Linked DNA regions of Mus musculus: region 1 is linked to region 2. A link is a contact called in public Hi-C data. All regions are on one chromosome and are shown on one strand. The core of a region is the stretch at or near the end of the contact, and the rest is flanking DNA. Distances in the headings are between cores, read along the strand shown.

Region 1 (6,260 bases), core at 2,198-4,697, 80 kb after region 2:
CAAGGCAGGACCAGGGTGGATAGATGGATGGCAGATTGCCTTAGCTAAGGTTTCTATTGCTGCAACAAAACACCATGACTACAAAGCAAGTTGAGAAGGAAAGTGTTCATCCAGCTTACACTTCCACGTGGCTATTCATCACCAAAGAAAGTCAGTACAGGAATTCAGTCAGGTCAGGATTCTGGAGACAGAATCTGATGCAAAGGCCATGGAGGGGTGCTGCTTACTGGCTTGTTTCCCATAGCTTGATCAGCCTACTTTCTTATAGAACCCAGGACCACTAGTCCAGGGATGGCTCCACCCACAGTGGGTTGGGCCCTCCCCCATTGATCACTAATTGAGCTTCTTCCTCTCTAATGACTCTAGCTTGTGTCAAGTGGATATAAAACCAACTGAGACATGGTCTAGACAGGTGAGTGGGTAGGTGAGCAGGTGGCACACATGAGCACACATGTCAACAAGAGAGACTGAGCCAAAGGCCCTGAGATGGGTGTGAGTCTGCCTGTCAGTCTCTTGATACACATACCGAGTGGTCAGTGAGTGCTATTTTGATCTTCGAGCTAGATGTTACCTCATTATAGAACTTGGATGAAAGTGTTCATCCTTGCCTTGGTCTGGTGTGGCTGGTAAGTTCTTAGGCCTGCTTTTCCTGGGTGATTTTAGTATTCTCCCTGTATTTCATGCATTCCATGTCTCATAACATCTTAGATCCTTTCAGTGATGTGTGTTTAGTGTTGTAATGAGCCATAGGTCACTTGCACACACTCTGGAGCACCTTCTAGTGGCTGTGGTTAGTTGATCTCTAGGCCAATATGTGTGTGTGGATGCTCCAGCTTTCTTCTTGGCTGACTTTGCCCACTCCCCCCCCCCCCATATGCCATTTTTTTGTAAGTGTTTGACTGAGTTCTTCTCATCTTTGTCCATATTCTTCTACTTCACTGGAGTCCACAACGGAGTAAAATGTAAAACAAAGGAGAAAGCATGCCGTACATTGTGTTCTCTCACTGCTTCTTGATTATAGACCCAATGTGACCTTACATTCCCATTGGCATGACCCCCTTGAATGACTAATACACCCTCAGACCAGGAGCCACAATAAGATCTTCCTTTAAAAAAAATTGTCACAACAATGAAAAAAAGTAATACATACATGCATTCAGTTTCATAAAAGAAACACTAATGGACGTTGCATGTAGCCTTTTGATACCCAGCCTGAGCTCTGGGAATCTACCAGCCCCCACCCAGCTTCCCGTGAATCCACAAATAAAAGACACGTGAGCATGTCTGTGCACACACAGTTGTTTGTTTTTCAACTTGACTTCTTGGCACAATTTCTGGGTGCTACTATTTGCCACCTGGAAAAGTATGCCCTTATCAATACTTTTAGTTCTGCACCTCCCACCGGTCCTAAATTTTAGTTGCTAAACTCCCCCTGACCACCTGCCTATAGAAGTGGCCTGTGTGACCATTCCCTTTTGAGATCTCACATGGCTGGTCAATTTAACTCCATCAGAAGCCTGCCCTGAACTCTCCTCTCCTCCCTTGCATCTCTCTCTCTTGCCTCCAGGAACCTGGAAGTCCCACTTATTCCTTCTGTCCAGCAATTGGCCCATATCTTTCTTTACTGACAGATCAAGACCAATTGGGGGACAAGACCTTAGCATCAGCACTGCCCCTACAAATGGACACAAAGGCATGGATTCAACACAATAATAGTGGGTAATGTCAATAACCTATGCAAATAAACAAATAGATCACCCAGACCTAAGAAATAAGAAATAAAACTTCACCATAGACAAGTCAAACTGCATCATAGAGAAGTTGGGCTTAACAGATATCTGCAGACTATTCCTTCTAGCAGCTGCAGAAAACACAATTTTCAACAACCCAAGGGACTTTATTTAAAATATTTACATTTTTAGCCACAAAACAAGTCTTAGCAAATACAAAAACATGGAATAACTTATTGTGTCTTATATAAATTGTGGGCTAAAACAAGATAGATCAAGCAGCCTTTATTATCTTGAAGACAGATGCACCTTCTTTCAAGGACTGTTCTCTGTGGAAACTGAGGCCAGTCACCTGTAATTAAATATTTCCATTTTCCCCCAAATATATAAAAGTCAAGGATATTTAGCTTGCAATGGAAACACCAGCTGGAACACCAGGTGGTAGTTTCTCCCCCAAACATTTTCTCTTTTTTTTACATTTGTTTCCCATTTTGGCGTTAAGTCTCTTGATAACTGCAATATTATATGTTACCTGATGATGTGTGGGCTTGGGATCAATGTTTGTGCTGTCTATTGGAGGAGTTTCCTTGGCTTCACCCTGAGAGTGTCTCAAGACTGTGTCTCAAGATTAGCCTGCATTTACCAAAGACTTAAGATGCACGGTGATCATCTTTCATATGTATCATTAGAGATGATCAGGTAAATTTCCTTTGCTCCATGAGCCTTCACACATCCTGGGGCTTCCCCCTAACAACCTCCTCAAGAAAATTGGCCACTTAATTGTACCATGTTGGAGTGGGACTTTCTTAGACCCACCAGCGGTATAAATAATGAGATAGGAAGCTTCTAATTAATATAATTTAAAACTTAGGCCTTTTGCTTGGCCAGTCTCCCCAGCCAGCTCATCTAAATGTTTTAAGAAAAGCCAGCTCCCAAATATTTTAATTGTAGCAAGGAAAGTCACTAAAAAGGGATTGTAAGCAAGGGATTCCTAAAAGCAATGCTATTTTTTAGAAATAATCTAAAAAGGGGTCCCCAGACTTCTGAAATATGCAGAAGGTGTGGCAAAAGCCAGCACTAGACTAGCCAGAAGAACAGGGCACAAGCAAGGTGTCAGGAATGCCACAAGAGGCCTCAATGCAATAAAACAAAACTGCTCTGGATCTAAACATTAATAACCCAGATATCAAACCTGTGCAGTTCCAATAGATAAAACAGAAAAGCCAAGGAAGATTGAAAACAAAAAGTATTCTGGCAAACTGCTATAAATGATAAGAGACCAAAATTAAAATCATAGTTAGATGAAATTAAAATTGAAGGATTAATGGATACAGGAGCAAATCCAAAAATTCATAAGATTCCTAGAACTAACTTGGCTACTTCAAAAGATATCAACACATCTCCTAAGAAATGGGACATTCATTGTCTCAGGTAAAACAAAGTCTAAAACGGATTAAATAGATAGGAACAAAAGGTCAAATATAAAAATTAAAGCCTGAATAAAAACAGTCATACAAAGAAAAAATACAAGGTTAAATCAAAAAGGTTAACATCCTCCTAGGCCTGGGATTAAAGTTGACAGCTGTCTTAGGGTAGGACTTCCTTCCATATTCTCTACATATAAAAAACTCTCGTAGCATCCCCCAAGCCCAGTCCACAGAACAGGATTGCCCTTTCTATTAAAAGATGTCCTTAGCATGGATTCTGCACTGTGTGAGGTTTGTTTGCATTTTTTTGAGACTGAGACAACAGGAACAAAGGTCCCCAGCTAGGAACTCAACTGAGTCCCTGTCAGAATGGGAACTTCAAAGTCTGTTCTGGGAATCAGACCTGGCACTGAAGAATCAATCGCTCCATTTTCAACATTCTGGGTGGCACAAGGGACAAAAATCAATCAGCTTAAACAGAATGATTTTAGATAGACACTTTAGATAGATTACAGATTCATATAGACAGATGATAGATAGATAGATAGATAGATAGATAGATAGATAGATAGATAGATAGATAGATAGATAGATAGTAATAGACTTATAGAAGCTACATTACTGGTCTCTCTTTTATTCCATGTAGTTTTATATCACAAATAATCTAAGACTCAATGATTACCCTTGGATTACAAGTATATTTATATATACTGTGTATGTATGAAAAATGACAAAATCAGTCCATGAGTGGGAAAAAAAGATTAGTCTTCAAACTGTCAAACTGGGATCAAAAACTCAGGTGACAGCACATACTGGCAAGGATGTAGAGCAAGGGAAACACTCCTCCATTGCTGGTGAGATTACAAACTTGTATAACCACTCTGGAAATCAATTTGGCATTTTCTCAGAAAGTTGAGAACAGTTCTACCTCAAGGCCCAACTATAACACTGCTGGGCATATATCCAAAATATTCTCTACTATGTTCATAGAAGCTTTATTGGTAATAACCAGAAATCAAAAACAGCCCAGATGCACATCAACTGAAGGATAGATTAAGAAAATGTGGTTCGTGTATATAGTGGAAAACTACTCAGTTCAACTATTAAAAGCAATGATATCATGAATTTCGCAAGCCAATGGATGAAACTAGAAAATATCATCCTGGGTGAAGTTACCCAGACCCAAAAAGACATATATGGTATGTACTCACTTGTAAGTGGACATTAGCCATAAACTACAGAACAACCACGCTATAATCCACAGACCCAAAGTAGCCAAATAACAAGAAGGGCCCAAGGGAGGATGAATCTTCCTCAGAAAGGGAAATAAAATAGATATTAAAGGGAGAGATCTGGACGGGGAAAGGAATGAGGATGAGGTACAAGGAGAGCAGGAGAGAGCATGGAAATCAGTGGGGGGAGGGCATCTCTAGGATGTGCCAGAGGTCTTGGACTAGGGGAAGCCCCAGGGAGTCTATGGGGGGGGTGACTGAGCTGAGACTCCTAGTCAATGGGGCATATGGAGCCTGGAGTGGCCACCTTGTGTAGCCAGGCAGGACTCCCAGTGGAAGGATAAGGACAGAAATCCACCCACAAAACCTTCGACCCAAAATGTATCCTACCTACAAGATATGCAGGGACAAGGACAGAGCAGAAATGGATGTGACTGGCCCAAACTGAGATCAATCCCATGGGCAAGAATTAATCCCTGGCACTATTAATGATACTCTGCTATGCTTGCAGAAAGGACCCTAGTATAACTGTCCTCTGAGAAGCTCCATCCAACAGCAGATGGAAACAGATGCAGAGACCCACTACCAAACATTATACAGAGCTTGGGGACCTCTGTGGAAGAGTTGGGGGAAGGACTGAGGGACATGAAGAAGATACTCTATAAGAAGACAGTCAACTAACCTGAACCAATGGGGGTTCCCAGAGACTGACCCATAAACCAAAGAGTGAGCATGGGCTGGACATAGACACACAGGCACATACATGCACGCACACACACACACACACACACACGTATTTATGTAGATATGCAGCTTGGTCTTCATGTGGGTTCCTCAACAAGTGGAGCGGGGGTTATACCTGAATCTGTTGCCTGTGTGTGGATCCCATTCCCCTAACTATGCTGCCTGGCCTGGCCTCATTGGGAGAGGAGGCACCTAGTCCTATAGTAACTTGATGTGCCAGGGTAGGGTGATACCCAGGGGTACCTTCCCCTTCACAGAGGAGAAGAGGAGGAGGAAATGGATGGAGGAGCTGTGGGGGAAGGACTTGGAGAAGAAGGGGAGATGATATTGGAATATTGTACTGGCTAGTTTTGTGTCAACTTGACACAGCTGGAGTTATCACAGAGAAAGGAGCTTCAGTTGAGGAAATGCCTCCATGAGATCCAACTGTAAGGCATTTTCTCAATTAGTGATCAAGGGGGAAAGGCCCCTCGTAGGTGGGACTATCTCTGGGCTGGTAGTCTTGGGTTCTATAAGAGATCAGGCTGAGCAAACCAGGGGAGGCAAGCCAGTAAAGAACATCCCTCCATGGCCTCTGCATCAGCTCCTGCTTCCTGACCTGCTTGAGTTCCAGTCCTGACTTCCTTGGTGATGAACAGCAGTATGGAAGTGTAAACTGAATAAACCCTTTCCTCCCCAACTTGTTTCTTGGTCATGATGTTTGTGCAGGAATAGAAACCCTGACTAAGACAAATATAAAGTTAATTAATTAATTAATTAATTAATGTAAAAAGAAATTAAAAGACACATATAAGACATGATAAATGAATTATGTACATGATTGTGGGCTGTGTCATGTATTGATGGAAGAAAATGATTCTGATGCCCCAGGAGGACCAGTCTGCAAGTACAGATACTTGCCAGCAAGCCCGAGGACCTGAGTCAAATCGCCATGTGATGGAAGGAGAGAATTGACTATTGTTGATTGTCCTATGACTCTCACTCATTCATCACGGTACATGAACATACATGCATGTGCAATACACACAATAAGCAAATTTATTAAAAAAAAAAAAAGTAAAACATTTGCAGCTCGGGTCTGTCGATCTCTGGACCACGCCTCAGGAACACTGATTTTCCTGAAGACA
Region 2 (6,330 bases), core at 379-2,878:
GGCTGTAGGTGGTAGGTCACACAGTATTTATTGCGTTACACATGGCTCCACTTTATATGTTTTTAAGGTAAAGGGTGAGCAAAACATAAAATTTCCGTGATACCATCCCACATTAATTTTATCTATGAAATATAATGACCAAACCTTTTTTTTTGGTCCAATAACATAGGTAGCATACATGATTTAAAAACAAAAATTATGTTCATCTTCAAAAAGATCGCTTTAGTCAATAGAGTCAGACTTCTCTTCTAAATGACTAAGCTGTAAGCAAAAAATAGGAAAAGAACTAATCTGGTTTGAGTTAAGCTTGTATTATTTCTTTTATTCAGAAAAGAACAAAACAACAACAACAAACCTAGCAGCAAAATGACACCTTTACTCTTCAGGTTGCTTCTTCTATGGCAGAAAAATCAATAATTCATAAATAATTATCTTTAAAAAACAAAAGTTTCTTGTTATTTCCCAGAGAAAGTATTTAACTCATTAAGAACTGAGATTTCCAAAGCAATTTGTGGCTTGTCATGTTTTTATTATGCTTCCTCAAAAAATAACTAAGATTTTTTAAGCCTTTATTTCATAGTAGGAGAAGCACAATCACCTTAAAAAGCCAAAACTGGACCACGAAGAAATGATAACGTGGCTCAGGGCATACCATGCTCTTATAGAGCACCCAACTGGGTTACTCACAACCACTTGTAACTCCAGCTCCTGGGGACCCAACACCCTTTGCTGGCTTCCAAGGGCACACATACAGAGATGGCACACACACACAGGTACTCTCACATGCACACAAAAAGAAAAAAACCAACACCAACAACAAAGTCTTAAACAATAAAAGGGCAAAAGCTAACTATCAAGATTCCCACTTTAATTTGATTTCATGATCAAGTTTAATTTGTTTTATTTTTACTATAAAATATTGCCTGTATAGTGTTTCTTTAATCTTACTTTTATTGAAACTATCATATCAGTTCTCGCCAAAATCTAACAGGAAGATAGCAACTCATTTGCAGAGAAAGTGTATATTTCTTCTTAGCAGCAAGCATATCCAAGGTTTGATTAGGATATGTACAAAGCTCCTAAGAGAAACTGAGGCACACAACAAAGTTTAACTGCTGACGGGTGGAAATGGCTGGTTTCGGCTCATTTTTCTCTCCCGGGAATCTTCAGGCGCTTTAAATGCGAATGACTAATTAGACTGACATAGCCTGGGTGAGGCCTCATCTCCTGGAGACTTTTCAAAGACACAATGTCTCTAATAAGCTTCAAGTTGTTGCTTTATTGATTTCTGGACAGACATTTAAGTCATTTTGTTTTTCTTCATCCAGGTGATAAAGTCATTCCACTCTTTTCCCCTCAGTGTGGAGAATGCAGGATTTGCAAGCACCCGGAAAGCAACTTTTGTAGCCGAAGCGAGTACGTTTCTTATTGTCTTCTTGCACAGTTGGGTGGGCACACTGCTTTGTTCTGTCTCATGTCCTTTGTATGCCTGTGTTTCACCAACCAGTCTGCTAATGCCTCGGGGGACTTTGCGCGAAGGCACCAGCAGGTTCTCCTGCAAGGGAAAGCAGATCCACAACTTTATCAGCACCAGCACCTTCTCCCAGTACACCGTGGTAGATGATATAGCAGTGGCCAAAATCGATGGAGCTTCACCACTGGACAAAGTCTGCCTCATCGGCTGTGGGTTCTCAACTGGCTATGGCTCTGCCGTCAAAGTCGCCAAGGTAGGATGGACAGTGGGCCATGGAACAAGCTAAGTGCATATTATTGGTACCTAAAGGGAAGACATGGCTCCTGGGCGGGCATCAGAGTATTTTTGTAGAAGTGAAATAAGCCTCTCCAGCCCCAGTGAGAATTCACTCCACACACTTGAGAGAAGCAAGGGAAAGCTCTATAATAGTGTGTGTCTAGTTCTAGCTCTTGCCCAAAGAGAAACCAGCGTCTAACAGAAATTATTTGAAGTTTGTTTAGGTCTTGGGCTGTAACATTCTACATATGCCATTGTCTGCAGATCTCTGTTATGTCCCAGCTGCAAGACTCACTGAGCAATGAAATACATTTTAAGGAGACAGAAACTGGAAAGCTTGACTATATTGGACAAATGGGAGATTTTATAAAGTGGAGATGCCATCACTGTTATTTCTAAAGCAAGCCACAATGGGGATATTTGTACTGCAGAGATAGTGCCACAAGTGTGCGTTAGTTTGTTTTTAAGTAGACCAACATTGTTACCTAGAGCCGTCCTGCCTTCCAGGTAGAATTTTCTAGATAAGAAAACCAAGGCTTTTAATAGCAGAGTAGTACTCCATTGTGTAGATGTACCACATTTTCTGTATCTATCCATTCCTCTGTTGAAAGACATCTGGGTTCTTTCCAGCTTCTGGCTATTATAAATAAGGCTGTTATGAACATAGTGGAGCATGTGTCCTTGTTATATGTTGGAGCATCTTCTGTGTATATGCCCAGGAGTATATGCTGAGTCCTCATGTCAAATTTCTGAGGAACCAACAGACTGATTTCCAGAGTGGTTGTAATCCTACCAACAATGGAGGAATGTGCCTCTTTCTCCACATCCTCACCAGCATCTGCTGAAATTCTTAGGCAAATGGATGGAACTAGAAAATATCATCCTGAATGAGGTAACCCAATCACAAAAGAACACACATAGTATGCATTCACTAATAAGTGGGGATATTAGCCGCAAAGCATGGAATACTCAAGATACAATTCACAGATCACATAAAGCTCAAGAAGAAGGAGACCTAAGTGTGGGTCCTTCTTAGAAAGGGGAACAAAAGACTGTTGGAAGCCAATATAGAGATGAAGCATAAAGCAGAGGCTGAAGGAAGGTCATCCAGAGAATTCACTCCACACATGCCCCACTTGGGGATCCATCCCAAATACAGTCACCAAAGCCAGACACTATTGTAGATGCCAAGAAGTGCATGCTGACAGGAGCATGATACAGCTGTCTCCTGAGAGGCCCTGCCAGAGCCTTACAAATACAGATGCAGATGCTCAAAGCCAACCATTGGACTGAGAGCAGGGCCCCAAATGGAGGATTTAGAGAAAGAACTTAAGGAGCCGAAGGGACTAAGACACCAACCAAAGAGTACACATGGAGGGACCCATGGCTCAGCCTTATATGTAACAGAGGTTGGTCTTGTCAGGCATCAATGGGAGGAGAGGTTCTTGGTCCTGTGAAGGCTCGATAGATGCCCCAGTGTAGGAGAATGCCAGGGTGGTGAGGTGGGAGTGGGTGGGTGGGTGAAGGAACACCCTCATAGAAGCAGGGGGAGGGGGAGTAGTATAGAGGGTTTCTAGAAGTGGGGGAAACTGGAAAGGGGGATAATATTTGAAATGTAAATAAAGGAAATATCCAATTAAAAAATCCTTACATTTAAAAAAAAGAAAGAAAACCAAGGCTTAATGATGGACCAGGATTTAATGGTACCATGACCCAGTGCAGCATTGTGAGCTGCCTGACAGAGGCATGCTCTTTGATAATGGGAAGAGCCTAGTGGCCAGCTGTGGGCTGTGGTTGTCTCTGTTTGTTAACATATTCATGATGTCAGAGGCATGCCTTTTCCTATAGTTTCTGACAAGCCTGCCTAGTGTGTTGGTCTTCCTTAACTCATGCAAGCGACAACACCAGGTTAGCTAAACTCTACTTTGTGTGATATAATATTTCCTAAGCAAGTTCATTAGTAGATCCTTCAAGACATCAATTTATCACTCTAGGATTCTCCTATGTCACTTCATAGATTTATGGTTTTGAATTATTAATAGAAAAATAACCCCAGATGGAACTGGAAAAAAAGAAAATTCATCTTTTTTTTAAAGATGAAAATTATGCTGATTCTGAATTAAGAAAAAGTAAATATTTATAAATATAATAAATATTTATAATAAATATAATACATGTAGAAGATATTATAATCTGTGTATTCTATATGACTACCAAAATTTAAAGCTGGGAACTCTTGTAGTAGCCTATTCTCCAGTTGAAAAGAGATGTCACTCATCCATCATGATGGGTTCCGCTAGGTTCTCAAGTAGCCAAAGCAAACGGTTTGTCTTCTCCCAGCCTTACCTGATTCATCTGCAGCATGGCCACCCACTGAGTGGATCCCAGAAGACTCAAGAGAACTTAAGCAAAGTATTGATTACATTTGAGACCTCATCACTACATCTTTTCCCTTGCAACCAAAACACACAAACACACACACACACAAATACACATACGCATACAAACACACATATGCATACAAACACAAACAGAAACATACACACAAACACACTCATAACCAACACACACACACACACTAGAAGTTTTAGATGTTTAGTTTTAGACATTTTAGATGGCGATTTTAAAAATAATTTCCTTCCCAAATGGTTGAAACAAATCCAGTAGTTATCTTTCATTTTATGAAAACTAAAATCCAGGAAGCTAAAGCTAAAACTATTCATCTAAATTTTCACTAGGGAAATAAAGACTAGAATTCCTCTCAACTTCTCTGCTGCATCTGAAACTAGAGTGCACACTGGTCATGACTCCCATCACAGTAACAGGCCTTGCATTTTTCTGGGCCAGGTGGAGAGTGGCGATGTGTCCCAGAGCATTTAAGAGCATTTGATGGATGAATGACAAGATAGACACCACTAGGGGGAAGTGACAGTCGGGTATGGGACACAGGTGGCTGCACCAATTAAATAGACCTAAGCCAGTCACAGTAATGAGGAGCCTGCCTTTTCCAATTCTGAGGCTTTAGACCTAAATGCAATTCGTGCTTGTGCTGTTGTTTAACTGTCTCAGCTGGAAGGCCGAGTGTGCCTATTTGCAAGCCAAGGGTAGTTGTAATCATGGATTTTAATTAATCGTGACTAAAATACAGATTAGCTTTTGTTGAAGTATTTGTCATTTGCTTCTTCTAAACATTCAGGCATAAAGTCTCACAGAGATTACATTGGTCTCATGCTATCTTGTCTTAAAGTTTCGTGTCCACTTTCCTATTGCTTTAAGCCAGGTATGACTTCTACATGCTTCTCAGCCGACTTCTGCTCCCAGTACCGTAGTTGTGACTACTGAAAGTTAGTGAACCAAGAAAGGAGTTCACGAGCAAAGGGCAGTTGGGTTACCTTTTAGTCTCCTGGAGTAACCTTGATCACTTGTTTCATTTATTCAAATTGCTTATGTGCGTGTGTAAGATGTTATTGTAAAGCTCTCAAAGATGTAAGTCGTTTTTATTTAGAATTCAAAGATCATCTGGTACAGCTGATCTCAACTTGAGTTTTCCCCATTGAAATAGGAATGAGGTTCCATTTGCAGTGATTCCAATTTAATTGGTAGAAGCTGCTATCAGACCTTGAGATTAACGAAAGAAATCCCCAGATATGTCTAATACATAGCAAATCTTGAGTACCAATGATGTACACTTTGGGCAACCATAACCAGAAGTGGATTTGGCAACAAATGGAATGAGGTAGCCGTGATAAAGGACACAGCAAGGCAATATGTGCAGTGGGGAGCACCCCCTAACAGTCACCATTCAATCCACTTTTGTATTTTCTGGAAATACAGGTGACCCCAGGCTCCACATGTGCCGTGTTTGGCCTCGGAGGTGTCGGTCTGTCTGTCATCATTGGCTGTAAAGCAGCAGGAGCAGCCAGGATCATTGCTGTGGACATCAACAAGGACAAGTTTGCCAAGGCCAAAGAGTTGGGTGCAACTGAGTGCATCAACCCTCAAGACTACAGCAAACCCATCCAGGAAGTTCTCCAGGAGATGACCGACGGAGGGGTGGACTTTTCGTTTGAAGTCATCGGCCGCCTTGACACCATGGTATGTACTTTGGCACGCCTTGAGATCTGTCCTTCCATCTAGAATGCTCTAGGTAGACTAACAGAAATCTCATGCAGAAAGCTATTTTTAGAGTGGTCATCTTCCATCTCCTGTTTCCTGCTCAGACTGCTTAATTCGCTGTTGAGATAAACCTTTCATTTTGTCAGTTCTGCAAACTTGTCTCAAGTGCTAATCCTCCTTTAATGCAACGAAGCTTTCAATGGGGACACTGTGAATTAACTTACTGATTTTCTGTAAAAAATCACTTCATCGAGCAGGTTTAAATACAAAGTCTGGTCTTAAATGGATGAATATGATTTTCTCCCTCATTCTTAATATTTTTTAATATTTAGAATTGAATATTCTGAAAAGCATTTTTAAGTATCATCATACGGCCAAAAGGAATAATGAACAATTTGGGGCCCAAGGATCATTTTATTAACACACAACACGTAGAGGGAAGTGACTGATTTATACATCACCAT

The links. Hi-C and Micro-C count contacts between places; a contact is called where the count stands out from the background.
Region 1: a contact with region 2 is called in a Hi-C map of liver, with 3 times the contacts expected there. The contact joins two enhancer-like sites. A contact is called at or near these places in 6 of 39 promoter capture datasets (the HPC-7 cell line, hematopoietic stem and progenitor cells, liver and 2 more), 5 of 484 Hi-C or Micro-C datasets (brown adipocytes, liver and spermatogonial stem cells) and 3 of 9 other capture datasets (adipose tissue, liver and pancreatic islet).

Annotation. Positions count from the first base shown.
Region 1 is chr3:138,359,649-138,365,908 of GRCm38.p6, forward strand. No RefSeq gene overlaps it. Among named protein-coding and RNA genes, the nearest start is that of Adh6b, 21 kb to the left of the region's middle. Within about 2 kb of position 3,448, at least 3 of the 459 cell types and tissues checked have an H3K27ac peak or open chromatin away from gene starts, as enhancers often do. A contact at or near this core is called in liver, where this site is marked.
Region 2 is chr3:138,281,108-138,287,437 of GRCm38.p6, forward strand. It overlaps Adh1 (alcohol dehydrogenase 1 (class I)), which reads left to right. Exons shown (of 9, transcript NM_007409.3): 4 at 1,329-1,416; 5 at 1,508-1,727; 6 at 5,585-5,845. Among named protein-coding and RNA genes, the nearest start is that of Adh1, 6.7 kb to the left of the region's middle. Within about 2 kb of position 1,629, at least 2 of the 459 cell types and tissues checked have an H3K27ac peak or open chromatin away from gene starts, as enhancers often do. A contact at or near this core is called in liver, where this site is marked.